2 separate regions of the Mus musculus genome follow, and region 2 is linked to region 1. Evidence: chromatin contacts called from public promoter capture Hi-C data. All regions are on one chromosome and are shown on one strand. Each heading gives the region's core, a stretch centred on a gene start, on an enhancer-like site or on the middle of the called end of the contact. The rest is flanking DNA. Distances are from core to core; before and after follow the strand shown. Region 1 holds the start of Wdyhv1 (WDYHV motif containing 1). Region 2 holds the start of 1700010G06Rik (a long non-coding RNA gene).

Region 1 (3,018 bases), core at 179-2,678:
CCCTTTCCTCCCCAACTTGCTTTTCCTTGCTTCTCGGTCATGATGTTTGTGCAGGAATAGAAACCCTGATTAAGACAGAAGGCCATTGCTGTCCACACACAACTGCAAGCAGGCTTCCCCAAGTTCTGGTGTCTGTCCAGAGCTGACTCCACTGGAGGGCAGGATGATCACACAACTAGCTCTGGTCCCTTCTAGAAACTGCAGGGATCCTCTTTCCCTTGCAATCTCTTTCCATCCTTCTACTGAGAAAGCTTAACTTCACACTCACTTTGTACTAACCAAGAGAGGCTTCATGACTGCCACTCCCTGCCTCCCAGCCTCTGTTGAAGGGAGTATTCAAGCTGAAACAATAAATTGGTAACAGACACAAACACATGTTTAGTTTGTAGGATTTATGGGTTTTGGACAGCAGCTGAAGTTCACCAGAATACCACCAGCACAGCACTTTATGGGGTTGGGGTCTCAGAAGGCTGAGAGTCTGTGGGTGGCCTATAATCTAATCTTAAGAAGTCCAGCGTTTGCAGGGAGGTTCTCTGAGCACTTAAGGCACACACAGGAGACTGGGATGTCTATAGAGACAGTTCTCTATGTCTTTAATTCACTATGCATAAACACTGTTTTAGCAATTTGGTGTCTTCTCTTTTGAAAATAAATATGATTAACACAAAATGCTATCCAGACTCTTTAAATCTTTTTTTTTTTAAAAGAAAAATTCTTTTGTAGTCTAGGATCACCTTGCATTAGAAGCAATCCTCCTGCTTCAGTCTCCTGCATGCAAGGACTTTAGGTGTCTGTCACCACACCTGGTTAAAACTTTTTTTCTTTAAAATACACACACACACACGGAGAGGGAGAGAGATCCAGATGAGAAGAAATTAAATTACAATATGGTGAGATCTGGGTGCACTGCACTAACACCCCCCCCCCCCCCCCCCGTTCGCCTTTCTTTCTCAGTTCCTGCTCTAAAGGTTCAGCTTTCGTGCGTGCCCAAGCATCTCTTAGTTTAGAGTTTCTTCTGGTTTCACACAGCGGGCAACCTTAGCTGGAGTTTTAAGTGTATCCGGAAGCTCATATCTAAACACTGGCAACAACACAAGCAATCCCTCCATGGGAGGGCGACTAGGTCTACGCAGCGTAGCTCAAGAACAGGTTCGGTTTGGGGTCCGGGTGGTGGGGGGGGCGGGGCGAGAGGGAAGCCTCTAAGTGCATCCCGCTCTGCCACAGGCTCCACCCACCACGCAAAACCTGGCAAGAACTACACAGTTCAAGTCATCCTAAGATTCGCATTCCCAGCCCCCTCTCCACCAGCCTCGCCCCACCCCCACCCCCCTCAGATCCCACTCATTCTCTCAGGCCCCGCCCACCCGGAACCACGCAGGCTTCGTCATCCCGGGCTCCGCCCTCACGCTGCACGGGGCCCCGCCCACCCGGCTCTCGGCTCTCCCACCCGGAAACTGTCCTGGCCGCCTACTCTGTTGTCCTCTCCTCCTGGGAGACTGGCGACAATTGCGGCCAGCGGGTTGTTTAGTTGACCTGTGAGCCACAGCTTCGGGTCATGGAGGGGGACGGCCCCGCCGCCACGGCCCCGCAGTACCAGCCGGTCTGTCCTACGCGGGACGCATGTGTCTACAACAGCTGCTATTGGTGAGAGAGCGCGGGCGCGGACCCCGGGAATCTGCGCGGTTTCGCGCGCCGCCACCAATGCGCCCCTCTCCTGGATGCTCCCCTGAGTGCTGCTGCTGGCCTACACTGCCCGGGTTTAGCGCCGGGATGAGGAGGGTGGGGAACGCATTTCTGGTCTCCTTAGCTGAGCCTGAGCAGTGGGGTGAAGTCGGGGCGTCTTAGTGCATAGGGACAAGGGAGGGAGGGGAGTTAGGCTGGAGACCCAATGGTAACTGTTGAAGTCTGCATTGATTCAGGTTGAAGTATACGTCTTTATAATTTTAAAGACAATGGAGACACAGAATTTGTGGTAGTAGGAAATCCAGTTCAGGCAACTGGCTACCCTGATTACCTTACTGGCATTACCTTACTGGCCATATGATAATGGTTGCATTTGCACCATCCTTGCCATATGCTAGGCATTGTTTTGCGTGCATGGTGTAAATTAACTCAGTTGAACCTCACAGTAATCCCAAGAGGTAGGTACTGGTGTGATTGCAGCTTGGAAGAACTCTGAGGTACTGAAGGGTGTGCTGCTGTTTTACACAAGGCCCCGGGATTGTGAGGTTAGTGTCCTAGGCTGCTTGTGCAAACACCGTTCACCTTGCCTTTTTTGTCCCTAGGCCTCATCTTCCTTTTGTGTAGGGACTGCTATCCCAACTCAGGAGAAACCTCAGGATCATTTAAATAGACTCCTCTCAACTCTAGCTGGTCACTCAAACAAGGACTCTAAGAACTTAGCATTCAGCTGTGACTGACCAGTGACCACTTTAGCTCAAGTCCAAGTGCTTGCCCTGGTTCTCAATCTTCCAGGGCTGTGACCCTTTAATACAGATCTTCTTGTTGTGGTGACCCACAGCTGTAAAAACTTCGTTGCTATTTCACAACTAATTTTGCTACTGTTAAGAATCGTAGTGTAAATATCTGATATTCAACGCCATGACCCACAGATTGAGAACAGGGGGTGGTAGAGCGATGTCTTGGAGACAGGTTCTGTGGTAATTATTGACACTACAAAGGCTGAACTATAGAATGGTTGTGGTTTGTCCCAGACCACACAACTAAGTGGAATGAGATCTGGAGTCTACATGGTGGTTGGGAGTCCTTCTTTTTTAGCTGTTGCATTATAGATCTGCTCCGCCTGGTTTCCAAATCCTGCTAGTTTTTATCTGGAACATTTACTCTGTGTCTTCCATTTATTTAGTAAATATTTCGTAGGGATGTGAAATGTATGTTGGTTGATTCTATGCACAGAGGATAGAGCAGTAAACAAGGTAGATAAATTTCCTGGCAGTGCCAAGGACTGGCCTCAGCTGGGACCGGGTTTCTGAAAGAAGGGGTGTTTGGGAGCAGTGA
Region 2 (3,018 bases), core at 208-2,707, 6.2 Mb after region 1:
GGCGCGCGCAGGCGGCCGGGGACGCGCCTCCCCGAGCGCACGCAAGGGGCGGCGGGGCGGGGCGGGGCGGGGCGCGACGGGGAGGGGCGGGGCTGGGCGGAACGGACCGCTCCGGTGGCGCTGACAAGCGGCGAGGCTCGACCGACTGGGGCGCTCGCTCCCGCGGAGCGGCGGGCGGCGCGCCCGCGCCAGTCACGGGGACAAACACGGAAGTGCTCTGCGCACGCGCCCCGCACGCCCCGCCCGCCCCTCTCTCTCCACTTACCCCCCCCCCCCGCCGCCCGGCCCTCGCGCGGCCCCCACCTCGCAGCCGCCGGCGCTGGTGCTCGTGCCCGTGGGGCTCCGGAACCGCGCCCCACGCACACACACACACACCCGGCCGCCCCCGGAGCGGTTACTTCAGCGAGCTGGTTACGCGAGCGTTTTTGCAAGAGAGGGACCAAAAAAAAAAAAAAAAAAAAAGTTGTTCGTGTTCTTTTTTAGTCCCGAGTGGGTGCAGGAAGCGAGGCCCGGAAAGCCGTCTCCCTTCTGCGCGGACCGAGGGATGGGGGCGCAGCCCTGCTGCCCTCTGAACGCCAATGCTGTGCCTTGTGCAGAGACAGGAAGGGTTGTTTTAAAATACTTTCATCTGTCCAGATGTATTTGGTTTTTTTTTTTTCTTCCCCTACCCCAGAGGACCGCCGAGCATCCGGAGATGCAAAAAGTATTTCTCAGGTGCAAATGCTCTTCACTGCTAAGCAGGAACTGACTTTCTTCTGAGAAAAGTACCAATTCAGCCCCAGCAAGATGTCTACTGTTGTTAGTCCAACATACCCATCTAATTTCTCACCACCGACTGGAAGATTTTGAGAATGGTATCAACAAAACCCACCTAGTCCTTGGGATTGGCCTCCAGGAGCCCTTGAAAGCGTATGACTGGCCTCCATTAAAGCCTGCTTTGGAAGGCAAGCCCTGTGGCCCACTCAGACCTGCCTGCATACCGTCCGATATAGCTAGCTAGAGGTTGTGTTCGCTGGCCTTTCTGGCCGCGTGTGGGTCGTGTGGCTCAGGGACCCACGGAGAGGGCTTGTCTTGAGTGAGGACCGGCAGGGAGGGAGGAGAAGACTGCATGTCAAGAGGAAAAGGTTCGCCTCACAAGCTGACAAATTCTGAGATGAGTGATGTCGGCAAGGGCCACATTCCTGCTGTCTTGGAATTTGCTTTGCAGCAGAGGACCAGACAAATAGGCAATACAGAGGAGGAGTAGGAGAAAATGACAGAGCCATACATAAACCATGGTCAGAGAAGGCTCAGTCAAAGTGTGCAGAATAGAATGGATACACCACTCGATACCCTGTTGGCTGGGAATCTTGGACCCCTAACTGCCTCCCATGAAAGTAGAAGACAGGGACCCTCATGGAGGAGGCTGAGTTCATGGATGAGGACTTGCTCTCTGCATAGGAAAAAATGGGTTAAAATGTGTGCTGTTTCTCTTCCTGGCTTGACCGAATTGGGTGTGCACTGTGCCTCCACTGCGGTTCCTACCAGTGCTCTCCAAGGCAGGGAAGTGTCTCCGCCTACTACAGGAAGAACTTGCTAAGGGAATGAGCATAAAGAAACACATCCCTGGCAAACTGACCTTTTAAAAAAAACTAGTGAATAAAGAGGTTAAACATAAACAAGAGTACTTTCTCTCCTCAGTACTTTAAAAGTTTGGTTTGGGAGACATGGAGGGTTTAGCTCTCAGGGAGAAAATAAGGCAGGAGGAGACTGGCAGCTGACCACCCCACAAGGGCAGGCTCACTGGTTGCCAGGGCTGCAAGATGTAGCATTTGGAGAATGAACATTCCAGAAGAGAATCCTAGCTCATTTCTCACAGCATCTGGAAAATTCTGTAAGTTGGAACAAATATGACCCTCACTAGCTTGGCCTAATTAAGCTCCCTGCGCCTCAGAAATCCCATGCTCCCCTATAAAGTACTGAGAGCAAATCAGCGAGAAAAATCAGTGAGCACTGGGGCTTCCCTCTGAAAGGATTTGTCTTCCTCAGGGCTGTGAGCCAGTCTGGTCCCACCCCCCACACCCCAGTTGTCATCTAGTACCTGCCCTGTCTACTGAGCTGGCAGCACTCCTCTGTGTGTGTGACATAAACAGTAAAAATGAACTGTTGTTCAGAGCCTAGACTTAGCTAATAAGTGTGTCTGTTCCCAGAGACCCTGAATTCCACAGCTTTCTCTCCTAATTCAGATACCTTGGGTTTGGGTGGCATGAGTTTATCAAATAAGAGGGTAAGGCGTGTCAAAAATGACCACCACACAGAGCCCTCCCAGCTCCAGCCGGTTTGCTCCCACACCTGGCTCTGCAGATGAACGAGTCAAGATTATTCCAAGCTCAGCAGTGGTAAACAGCCAGGGATTTCTTTCTGAATTCACCGGAGAGCCCAAACTGCCGCCACCAATTGCTGTTTCAGTTTCCTCCGAAGATTATGTTATGTATCTGCCCCTCCCCTGCCTCCTCCAGCCAAGAGGGGACTATATGAACAATGAGATATTGTGCTCTGGTAAGCATATACCTCCTTAGACTGGTCTGCAATTAGAATTTCAAAGCTTCGCACCTCAACCCACCATCTCTGGGGTTCATGGACCATAATCCTCTTTAAATTTGAAACCATGCCCTGGTGCAAAACCATCTGCACCTCCCTTTTTCTCAAATACCCCGAACGCCATTCCTGGATATCTAAAAGCAAATAGAGTCTGGCGTGGGCAAAGCTGAAAGGCTGGGTTTCTTTACAGGGAACTACCCAGAAATACACACTTATCCTCTCCAAAGCCAGAAAAAGACACGTGCACACAGACTCGAGCTTCTGTGAACCCGGCTTATATAAAGCAAGCGCCGTCTACGCTGTCGTCATTATAATCCCCCTCAAAGACTGTTTATTACCCTAGGCCTCTCTCATTCTGCTAAGCACTGTCCAGAGCAGCAAGCTACTCAGCCTGCAAGGATGCTTTGTGTCCTGGAAGTGAAGCACCAAGAACAGGAC

Evidence for each region. Promoter capture Hi-C pulls out the DNA fragments that hold promoters and counts their contacts.
Region 2: a contact with region 1 is called in a promoter capture Hi-C map of pre-B cells, with 2.8 times the contacts expected there. The contact joins the promoter of 1700010G06Rik here to the promoter of Wdyhv1 in region 1. A contact is called at or near these places in 1 of 39 promoter capture datasets (pre-B cells) and 1 of 484 Hi-C or Micro-C datasets (CD4 T cells).

The regions. Positions count from the first base shown.
Region 1 is chr15:58,139,938-58,142,955 of GRCm38.p6, forward strand. Wdyhv1 (WDYHV motif containing 1) reads left to right here and starts at 1,429. Exons shown (of 6, transcript NM_029734.2): 1 at 1,429-1,644. The coding sequence starts at 1,556.
Region 2 is chr15:64,312,661-64,315,678 of GRCm38.p6, forward strand. It overlaps 1700010G06Rik (a long non-coding RNA gene), which reads left to right and starts at 1,458. Exons shown (of 2, transcript XR_003951590.1): 1 at 1,458-1,873; 2 at 2,298-3,018. All of the region lies in intron 2 of Asap1 (ArfGAP with SH3 domain, ankyrin repeat and PH domain1), which reads right to left.